Regions from separate parts of the Mus musculus genome. Here region 1 is linked to region 2. The links are chromatin contacts, called in public HiChIP or PLAC-seq maps. All regions are on one chromosome and are shown on one strand. Each heading gives the region's core, a stretch centred on a gene start, on an enhancer-like site or on the middle of the called end of the contact. The rest is flanking DNA. Distances are from core to core; before and after follow the strand shown.

What was found. HiChIP or PLAC-seq counts read pairs in DNA pulled down with a chosen protein or histone mark.
Region 1: an H3K27ac HiChIP or PLAC-seq map of heart atrium shows a contact between it and region 2, with 5 read pairs. The contact joins the enhancer-like site here to the promoter of Rgs6 in region 2. A contact is called at or near these places in 1 of 39 promoter capture datasets (frontonasal cranial neural crest), 1 of 484 Hi-C or Micro-C datasets (cortical neurons), 4 of 115 datasets of contacts at active chromatin or transcription factors (embryonic forebrain, embryonic stem cells, heart atrium and 1 more) and 1 of 9 other capture datasets (adipose tissue).

Annotation. Positions count from the first base shown.
Region 1 is chr12:82,721,032-82,725,094 of GRCm38.p6, forward strand. The region is part of intron 2 of Rgs6 (regulator of G-protein signaling 6); the gene reads left to right. Among named protein-coding and RNA genes, the nearest start is that of Gm22149, 49 kb to the right of the region's middle. Within about 2 kb of position 2,255, at least 6 of the 459 cell types and tissues checked have an H3K27ac peak or open chromatin away from gene starts, as enhancers often do. A contact at or near this core is called in heart atrium, where this site is marked.
Region 2 is chr12:82,614,271-82,618,641 of GRCm38.p6, forward strand. It overlaps Rgs6 (regulator of G-protein signaling 6), which reads left to right and starts at 2,655. Exons shown (of 17, transcript NM_015812.4): 1 at 2,655-3,113.

The DNA.
Region 1 (4,063 bases), core at 1,005-3,504, 110 kb after region 2:
AGAGTTGTTCCCATTGATAACTCAAAAATTAGGTTCCATACATATATCTCTGTCATTGGATCAGTATTCTCAGTTTATTTTGTAAGATGCATTAATTTGGGGGGTATAGAGCAGCTGTATGTTTCTTAAACAACTTATTTCTTATTAGACACTGAGCTTTCATTTCTCCTTTTTTATTAAAAATGGATTCTTTCCTTTAATACAATCTGAATGGTTTCCCCTCCCTCTACTGCTCCCAGTTTCTCTCCACCTTTCCTCCCATCCAGTTCCACCCCCTTTCTGTCTCTCATTAGAAAAGAACAGGCTTTTAGGATATAGCAGCCACACATAACAAACTAAAATATAAGATAAAATGAAAACCATCCCAATGAAGTTGGGCAAGACAAGCCAACAAAAATAAAAGAGCCCCAAGGGAAGGTCCAAGAGTCAGAGACACATTGGGTAGTCCCAGAAACGTACGAAATTTAAGGCGTATGTGTATATGCAGGGGATGTAGTGTGGTCCCTGTGTGCACTGCTTCAGTCTCTGCAAGTCTATTCAAGATGTGCTCAGTTGTTTTAGAAGTCCTTGTTCTCCTGGTGTCCTCCATCTCCTCTGACTCCCCCAGTCTGTCTGCTTCCTTCTCCACGGGGATCCCTGAGCCCCGAGGGGATGGAGTTGATGGACATCTTATTGAGAGCAGTGCATCCCAGCATCTCTGTCTCTCTGTCTCTCTCTCTCTCTCTGTCTCTCTCTCCCTCTCTTTGTGTGTGTAATGTCAGTCTGTGGGTCTCTTTATTTGTTCTCGTCTGCCGCAGGAGGAAGTTTCTTTGATTTCTCTGATGATGGATGAATAAGGCACCGACCTATGAATATAGATCAGTATCTCTGGTTCTTGGGCACCCAAGCAGAGATTTCAAAAATGTCAACTTGTATGATATATTTTTTTTTACTTCTTATTTTGCCCTACAAGAGCAGCTTTGGTTGACAATGGCTTCTATGTGTGCTTAAGAATAACTCTGAGATTCATGTTCAAGGGAATGGAAGTCTTTCTGAACATGGTGGGTTATTTTCTCAACCCATTGCAAGACTTTGACTCGCAATGTTGGCCTATGGCTTATGTATTTTAAACTATGTTCATATTATACTGCATCTGCACAGATCTGCAGTGCAGCTGTGACCACCTAATGAAGCACAACATGCTCTTAAGCTGCATTTCATGTGAGAACAAACAGTGGCTCGTCAAGCAAGCATCACAATGAGGTCGGTGGTTACATTTTGCCATGCAAACCTCATCAAGGCCATCGGGAACTGCATACCCTTTTCAGGGCACCCGTGCTAAAAGCCACATTATTATCTCTCTGGGTGTTGTGGGATAAATCCTTGGGCTGTCACGTGGCTATGCTCTTAAACGTTCCTCAAGTCCCACACATGAAAGGCTTGATTGTAAGCTGTGGAGCTGTTAAGAAGTAGTAGGGTTTTAAAGAAGTGAAGCTCTGTGAGAGAAAGTTATATCATGGTGTGTGTGTGGGGGGGGGCACCTTTGAATCACTGGTTCTATTGGCCACGTGCAAAAATGTATGCAGGATTATTTGTTTATTGTTGTGATGTTTTTAGTAATAGGGGTTGAACCTCTGGCTTTACACAGATTAGGCAAATACTCAACCACTGAGCCACATGTCCAGATCATTCTTTATGGTCTTCTAAGTTACACAGCTGGCCCTGTACTCATTCCATAGACCAGGCGGGCTTTGAACTTGTGAACCTCTGCCTCTGCCTTCATAGTGGCCAGGATGACAGGTCTTTGCACCTAGCTTCGCTCCTACCTGTTGATGCCATTTCTAATCACAACATTCTCTACGGAGATGCTCTCCAGGAAGCTTGTTCTGAAGTCACCTTCCTGTCCCCGAGGCATGTGCATGATAGCCACTTACTAGCATCCTTGAATTGCACTAAATCCCCCATCAGTGACTACCAAAGGCTTCATCCTTGGGCCCTTTGAAACTCATTCCAGTCTAGCTCAGCAGTGAATTCTGGAATTCTGGAATTCTGGATCAGCTTCACACTCCTGCCCAGTCTCTTGAAGGATGAGCTACCCTCTGCACTCGGTTTGGCCTCAGGATCACCCGCTCTGCATGCTGGGAAGTAAGCATGACATAGTTGAGTGACTGCCACTCACTCTTCCGTGGTGCAAATGTTTGCCTGTCGCTCTGATGCTGGATATCACACTGTCAAGTCATGACTCTCTTTGCCTGTCATCTTCCATGTAAGTGTTTCTGCCTGACAGGCACCGATTTATCAGCGGCATAGCTGCACTCAGCCTCTCGTAGCGTGCTCTCCTCTGAGGAATGACCTCTGTCTTCATTAGTTCAGCTGCATTCAGCTGTGCTGGCTTACAAGTGACCATCATGGCTAGGCTTGTTGACTGTGAGCAGCTCTTCCTAGAAGGAGGTCACAGTACCCTTTCCCAAGATTTCAGCTTTTTCTACCAGCCATTTGCATGTGTTTCTGCCCTAACTGAACATGGCCTCATGTACTAGACTCCAGAGCAGTGGTTCTCAACCTTCCTAATGCTGTGGCCCTCAACCCTTGAATGCAGTTCTTCATGCTGTGGGGACCCCAAGGATTCAATTTTTATTGCTATTTCATAACTGTAATTTTTCCACTGTTATGAATCATAGAGTAAATATGTAGCTATGTAGAATATCTGATATATAACCTCTGTGAAAGGCTCATTTGACCCCCCAAAAAGGTCACAGCCCACAGGTTGAGAAGCAGTGCTATAGAGCCCGAGGAAGATTAATTGAAGGCAAAAATTCTATCTATGTGCTTATGGGGAAACCATCATCTGTTGGGGTGAAATGTTTCTATTTTGGAAGCTTCGGGGTTATTCATGCACCTGTGAGCAGCACCTCACCCGTGTTCTGAAGATAAGCCCAATAAATTCATTGGCTCTCCTAGATGAAGTTCGGTGGAATGTATTGTGCATTGTTGTCAATTGGATCTTATAAACGGGGGGTAGATGTTATTTACATATCTCAGGGAAGACATTTGTGCAACACAGTCCAGTTTCCACAGACATGCTAAGGGCTCAGCAAGGTTTGTAATATCTTGTTTTAGACCATCCAACCCCTAAAATTTCTCTTGAAGTGTATGTAACAAAATAGCTGGCAATGGAGTGTAGGTGTTCAGATGCCATCTCTTGATGGCTGTGTCTGTGCTTGTGCACACACTTGGTGCCCAGTGATTACAGAGGGTCTTCTGGTAGGTTAACCATGACACAGTTCCAAAGTCCCATAATTCTTAGCGTCACCAAGAATATCCCCTCCACGGACACACTCATTTGTTCTTTATAAAAGTCTACATAGTATATATAAAAAGCATTTTTTTAAACCAGTGATATTTATGAGCATGATAAAACTTGAGGAAGGGAAATATGGCCAGGCTCCATCTACTCCAGCTCTTTGATTTAACAGATGAAGACCTTCAATTTCAGAGAGATTAAGTTACTTTCTCTTAACTCCATAGTTAGTGGCCCAACAAATTGCTTCCCAGCCAACAGTGGCTGAAAGCACCCTACCCTGTGAGAGCCGAGTCACACTGGTGAGGATGCAGTTTCCTTGACATTTGTTATCTCCAGTGTTTTATTTGTACTGTCAGGTTGTTGTGAATATTTTATTTGACCATGTCTTTTATTTTTTTTAAACTGATAACCCAGTTCCTACTATCAAATAGATATTGAATTTATATAATTTTTTCACAACTGTATGTTCAATTCCCATCCCCACCCCCACCCCCACCCCCGCCCCAGCCCCCTGCCAAGCTCTTTGAAACCAGGGCATGAAGCTAGATAGCTCTTTCCATGGTATTGTTTGGGAAGCCTTGTCTGTTCTATTTAAGGTTTTCTAGTGAAGCCTAGAAGGACTAAACCCAACAGAAGAGTCGCACCTTTGAGAGTCTGTTTACTGTGAAATACCCTGGCACTTAGAGCCAGTGCCACATTGTGTTGTAAGCCCTTTCACACTGCATTCTGAACATATGTTTTGAGAGTAGTTTCTGCTTCATTATCAAAAAGCTATGGCCT
Region 2 (4,371 bases), core at 1,405-3,904:
ACTGTTAAATATAACAAATCCATAACCCAAGATGTGGGTTATCTCATACTCAAACTCATTGCCCTCCACAAACCCACAGCCTCTAAATGTTTCAGAGGCGTGTACATGCAACTGTTCTATCTTTGCTCTTAATGAAGTTATTAAAATGAAGTTAACAGAGATGTCCCAATGGCAATTCTATCACAGGCTTAGCTGTAGCCCCTCATCTGGTAATGAAGTGATGAAAAGATTCAGGATTTTATACATTACTATATTTATTTTATACTTTAGAGTTTCTGGAAAGATTGTTCTGTGTAGCAAGGCCTTCAGGAATACGAGGTTGGCTAATGGAAACAGGCAGAGTGGGATTGTACATATTCACAGTGTGATATGCAGAGTGAAATTGTATATATTCACTGAGTAGTGTGCAGAGAGACTGTCTTTTTATCTCAGTTAATGATGAGATAATACTTCAAGGAAACCTGTGAGGGACACTTGTCAAAAGTGATGAGTCTTTAGGGGCTAGAGAGATGACTCGGCGGTTAAGAGCATCTTTTCCAGAGGTGCTGAATTTGGTTCCAAGAACCCTCATTCTGGCTCACAACCAGCTCTAACTCTGGTCCCAGGGGATCTGTCACCTCTTCTGGCCTCCAGCTGGTATTGCACACACAGGGTACACATACATGCAGGCAAAACATCCATACACATAAAATTAAATGAAGACAAAGTCTTTGTTGTTCATCTTGGCGAAGAGAACAATTATACCTCAGTGTATCTTTTTAAGCCATCTCTTCTGAAGTCATATTGAATTACAAAACACATTACACGAGCAGGTGGACAGACTAGTTCGTTTGTTCACTTTATTTGGGTGTTCCTAGTTTCCAACCATCTGTGAATAAGTAACAAATGACTGTGTATTAGGCACTTTCTCTTCCCAGTGGCAAAATACTGGAGACAAACAATTTACAAGAAGGAAAGACTTCTTTTGGCGTCAAGTTTCAGAGATTTTTAGCCTATGGTTTTTTGGTCTTGTGCTTCAAGCTACTGTCTTGGAGGATGCTGGTAGGAGACCTGTATACTGCGTGGAGACTGAGGGAGGAGCTAGTCTCATCATACACCCTTCAGTGGGACCCCTCCATGGACCCAGCTTCCTTCTACTGGGTCCCACCTCTGACTTAAAGTGCTTACCCCTACCAATAGGGCACACACAGGGTTCCTAGGCACATCTTATCTCCAACTTACACTCACTGACCCCTTCAGACTTCAGAGTACAGTTCCTAAAAACAGGTCACTCTTAGTGTGGCTAGCACACTAGCTTTATGTGAGGAAACAACACAGACATGTCTATTTTCTTGAATCAGTATATTATAGAAATCCATGGTTATAGGTGTTATTTACAGGGGTTGGATCCTACCCAAGGCCACCTTCTGAGTTAGCAGCCTTGTCCTCGGGCCTCGCTCAATCAGAAGCCATCTTTAACAATCTGCCATTTTAGAAGAATGGATTTACATTCAGAAGAATCTATTTACCTTTAACTGATGTTCTTTGTTATTTGCATATTTATGCACAGCAGTGTTGACAAACATGCATATTGCCAAGGAAACTTTAAATTTTCACCCCCAGAGCCATAAAGATGAAGAGTCCAGATCATTCATCCCCAATGACTTGGAGTAATTTATTTATTTTTTTCTGTGATTAATACACTAAAGTATAAATTACTGATTTATTATTGGTGTTGGTAACATTGACATACATACACATCTACTGGTAACTATTTAGTACCAACCACCTTGTCCTACCTCCAACTACAGTTCCCTAAAATAATTTGAGACAGGCCTTCATGTAGTCCAGTGTGACTCACGGACTCCCTAAGTAGCCAAAGCTGGCCTCGAACTTCTGTTCTTTCTGCTTCCAGCCCCTGAGTATTACAGGTGGATACCATCTCTGTCGGGGTTTACTCAGTGCTGGGGAAAGCACTATATTAGGTGAGCTACATCTGCAACCCAGTCATAAGTCATCAAAAATCACGTTTCAGGACTCTCAGGTTAAAATGTCCATTCAAGTTACCCTTGTTCATTTGAATGTCAAAGCTTCTCTTCTTGCCCAAGGATATTGTGCATAGTTTCCCCCTTAGATTCCCTTTTGTATTGTTTCAAGATAGTATCAACCACAAAGCGCTCCCAACGCTGTGTGGTGTAAACGTTGAATAAATAAAACCACGAGATTAGCAACAATATCTCTGACGAACGCACTGGCTCATTTTAATTTAGAGGGCGCCAGCCCCACGTCAGTGAGGGATTCAAAAGCTACCGGGACAGCACCTCAGGCCAGAATCGTGAGCACCTTGGCGCCACTAAAGTTTCAGTACACGGTCATCCTGGCAGCAAGGAGAGGAGCCTTGGCTTGTTTAACACAGTCCCTCAGTTTTCTAGGTAGCTGCTCGGTTGCCTGGAATCTGCAGATTATTTTTTTCCTCGCTTGCTGCACAGGGCCTGATCCGTACCCCGGGCGGCGCCGGGACAGGTGAGCCTGGCGGCGGCGACCTAAGAACGTGCTCAGGTGTCAGGGTCCCGCTCATAGCGCGTGGCTCAGGCCAGGTGCGGGCGCCCAGGTGCGCGGCGCGAGGCTGCAGCTGCTCTGGGTCCCCGACAGCGGGCGCCGCTGCGGCAGCGGCCGAGCCGAGCGCCTGGGCTGCGCGACTCCGGGCAGCTCCTTGGCGATCGGCCCCCACCGGGTGGCCAAGAACTCCGCCCGGGGGCGCCCCGGGGTCCCTGTTGCTGCGGGCGCCGAGGGGGCGGTTCCGGTCCGGACCAGCGAGGGGCGAGGGAAACACCCCGGGAGCCCCGCGCCCTGGCACCATGAGACCCGCCGCGCCTCCTCCCGGGTCCGGAGCTGTACAGTGTGCTCGCTGAGCCCCCTGCGGTCGCCGCCTCGTAGAGTGGCACCAAGAAGGTGGAAGAGGAGGAGAAGGCGACACTCGGGAGAGCAGTGCCCGGACAGATTTGGCCGCTCCTCCACCCCCCGAGAGCTGGCGACTCCCGGGTTCCCCAGCCTTATCATGAGCCGGGCGCCAGCCGGGCTTTAGGAGAAACTGAGACGCCGGAGCGAGTCGAGACAATTCTTTGGTTGCTAAGGTAATTGTAGTTGGACAAAAAAGGGACAAGAAAAGAACCCGGAGGAAAAGGAATGGAAGCCGCACCCGCGCCCCGATCTGTGTGGCTTGCATTCCTCGGGGGTGGGCGCTTGTCCATTTCGGATGCGTGACAGGTGCGGGTGTGTGTCTGCAGTTTGGGACTGTGCAGGGCGAGCTTACGTAAGTGACTCGGCGAGCTGGCATGCGGACTTGTGTGGGATGGGTGCAGGTCTGCGTGGAAATCGCCTTCCCGGCTTTGGGGTGGGACGCGCTCCGAGCCTGGGCCTGGAGGGCGTGCGGGGCCCCGAAGGCTTTCTCTTCTTCCCAGCCATCCGCTCGGAGAGCGCAGGTGGGGGAATCTACCTCCAGCAACTTTTCCTGAGAATAAGCTCCCGATTTGTGGGTTGAAAGGGCGAGGCTCCGTGGTGAGGTGAGGACCGCAGGGGCGGGTGGTGAGGTCTGAGGCTTGGGAGTTGCTTTCACAGACGGTAGGTATAGGCTTTTCTGAGCAGGTCAGGCTGCTTAAAAAGTGTGATGAGGGAAGTGACCCAGAAAATTTAAATTTGTTCAGAGGAAAAGCTGCGGGTTTTCATTCTTTTTTAATTTGACAAAGTGGGTGCGTTTTCTCTCTCACGGAGACAGTGGCATTTCTAAGTCTGCAAATAAATTGAACATGTTTTGAATCTCGTTGGTTTGGAATTATTCTCGCAGCATCAGTGCCTGCTTAGAAACTGGACCTGTAGGTAAGTTCTGATAAAAGCCCTTTAGCAGCCCTAAAGGAAAACTTGAAAGGCAACCAGGAGGAGGTTAAAGCCCACCATTTCATCTTTTTCTCTCCAGGGAGAATGGGAGAGTAAGACCTGGGTTGGTGTTTATCAGGCTGTTAGAGGATGGGTTGCCAGTATGTGCGCGATGCGTCGAAGCCCTTTGCTGTCCGAGGATAGTACACTATAAACAAGGCTCCCACAAGTCAGTTTCACAACTAGGTAGATGGGCAATTGTGTGGAGTTGGATCTGGGCTGCCTGAAAGTTTCTGTGACTTCTATATTTATTCTTGCTCTGAACTTACTTTGCATTAGAAGGGACGTATCCCTTCAAAGTGGAGAACAGAGGGAAACAGGACAGTTCCCACAGACACACCTTTGTAAGCCAAAGCCTTTATGCACGGGTACTGCAGAGATGATAAATTGTTTGAGTTCTTTCGCTGCTAGGGCTGTTAATCTAAATCGTGTAGCTACCGAGGTGATCTTGGGCACTGT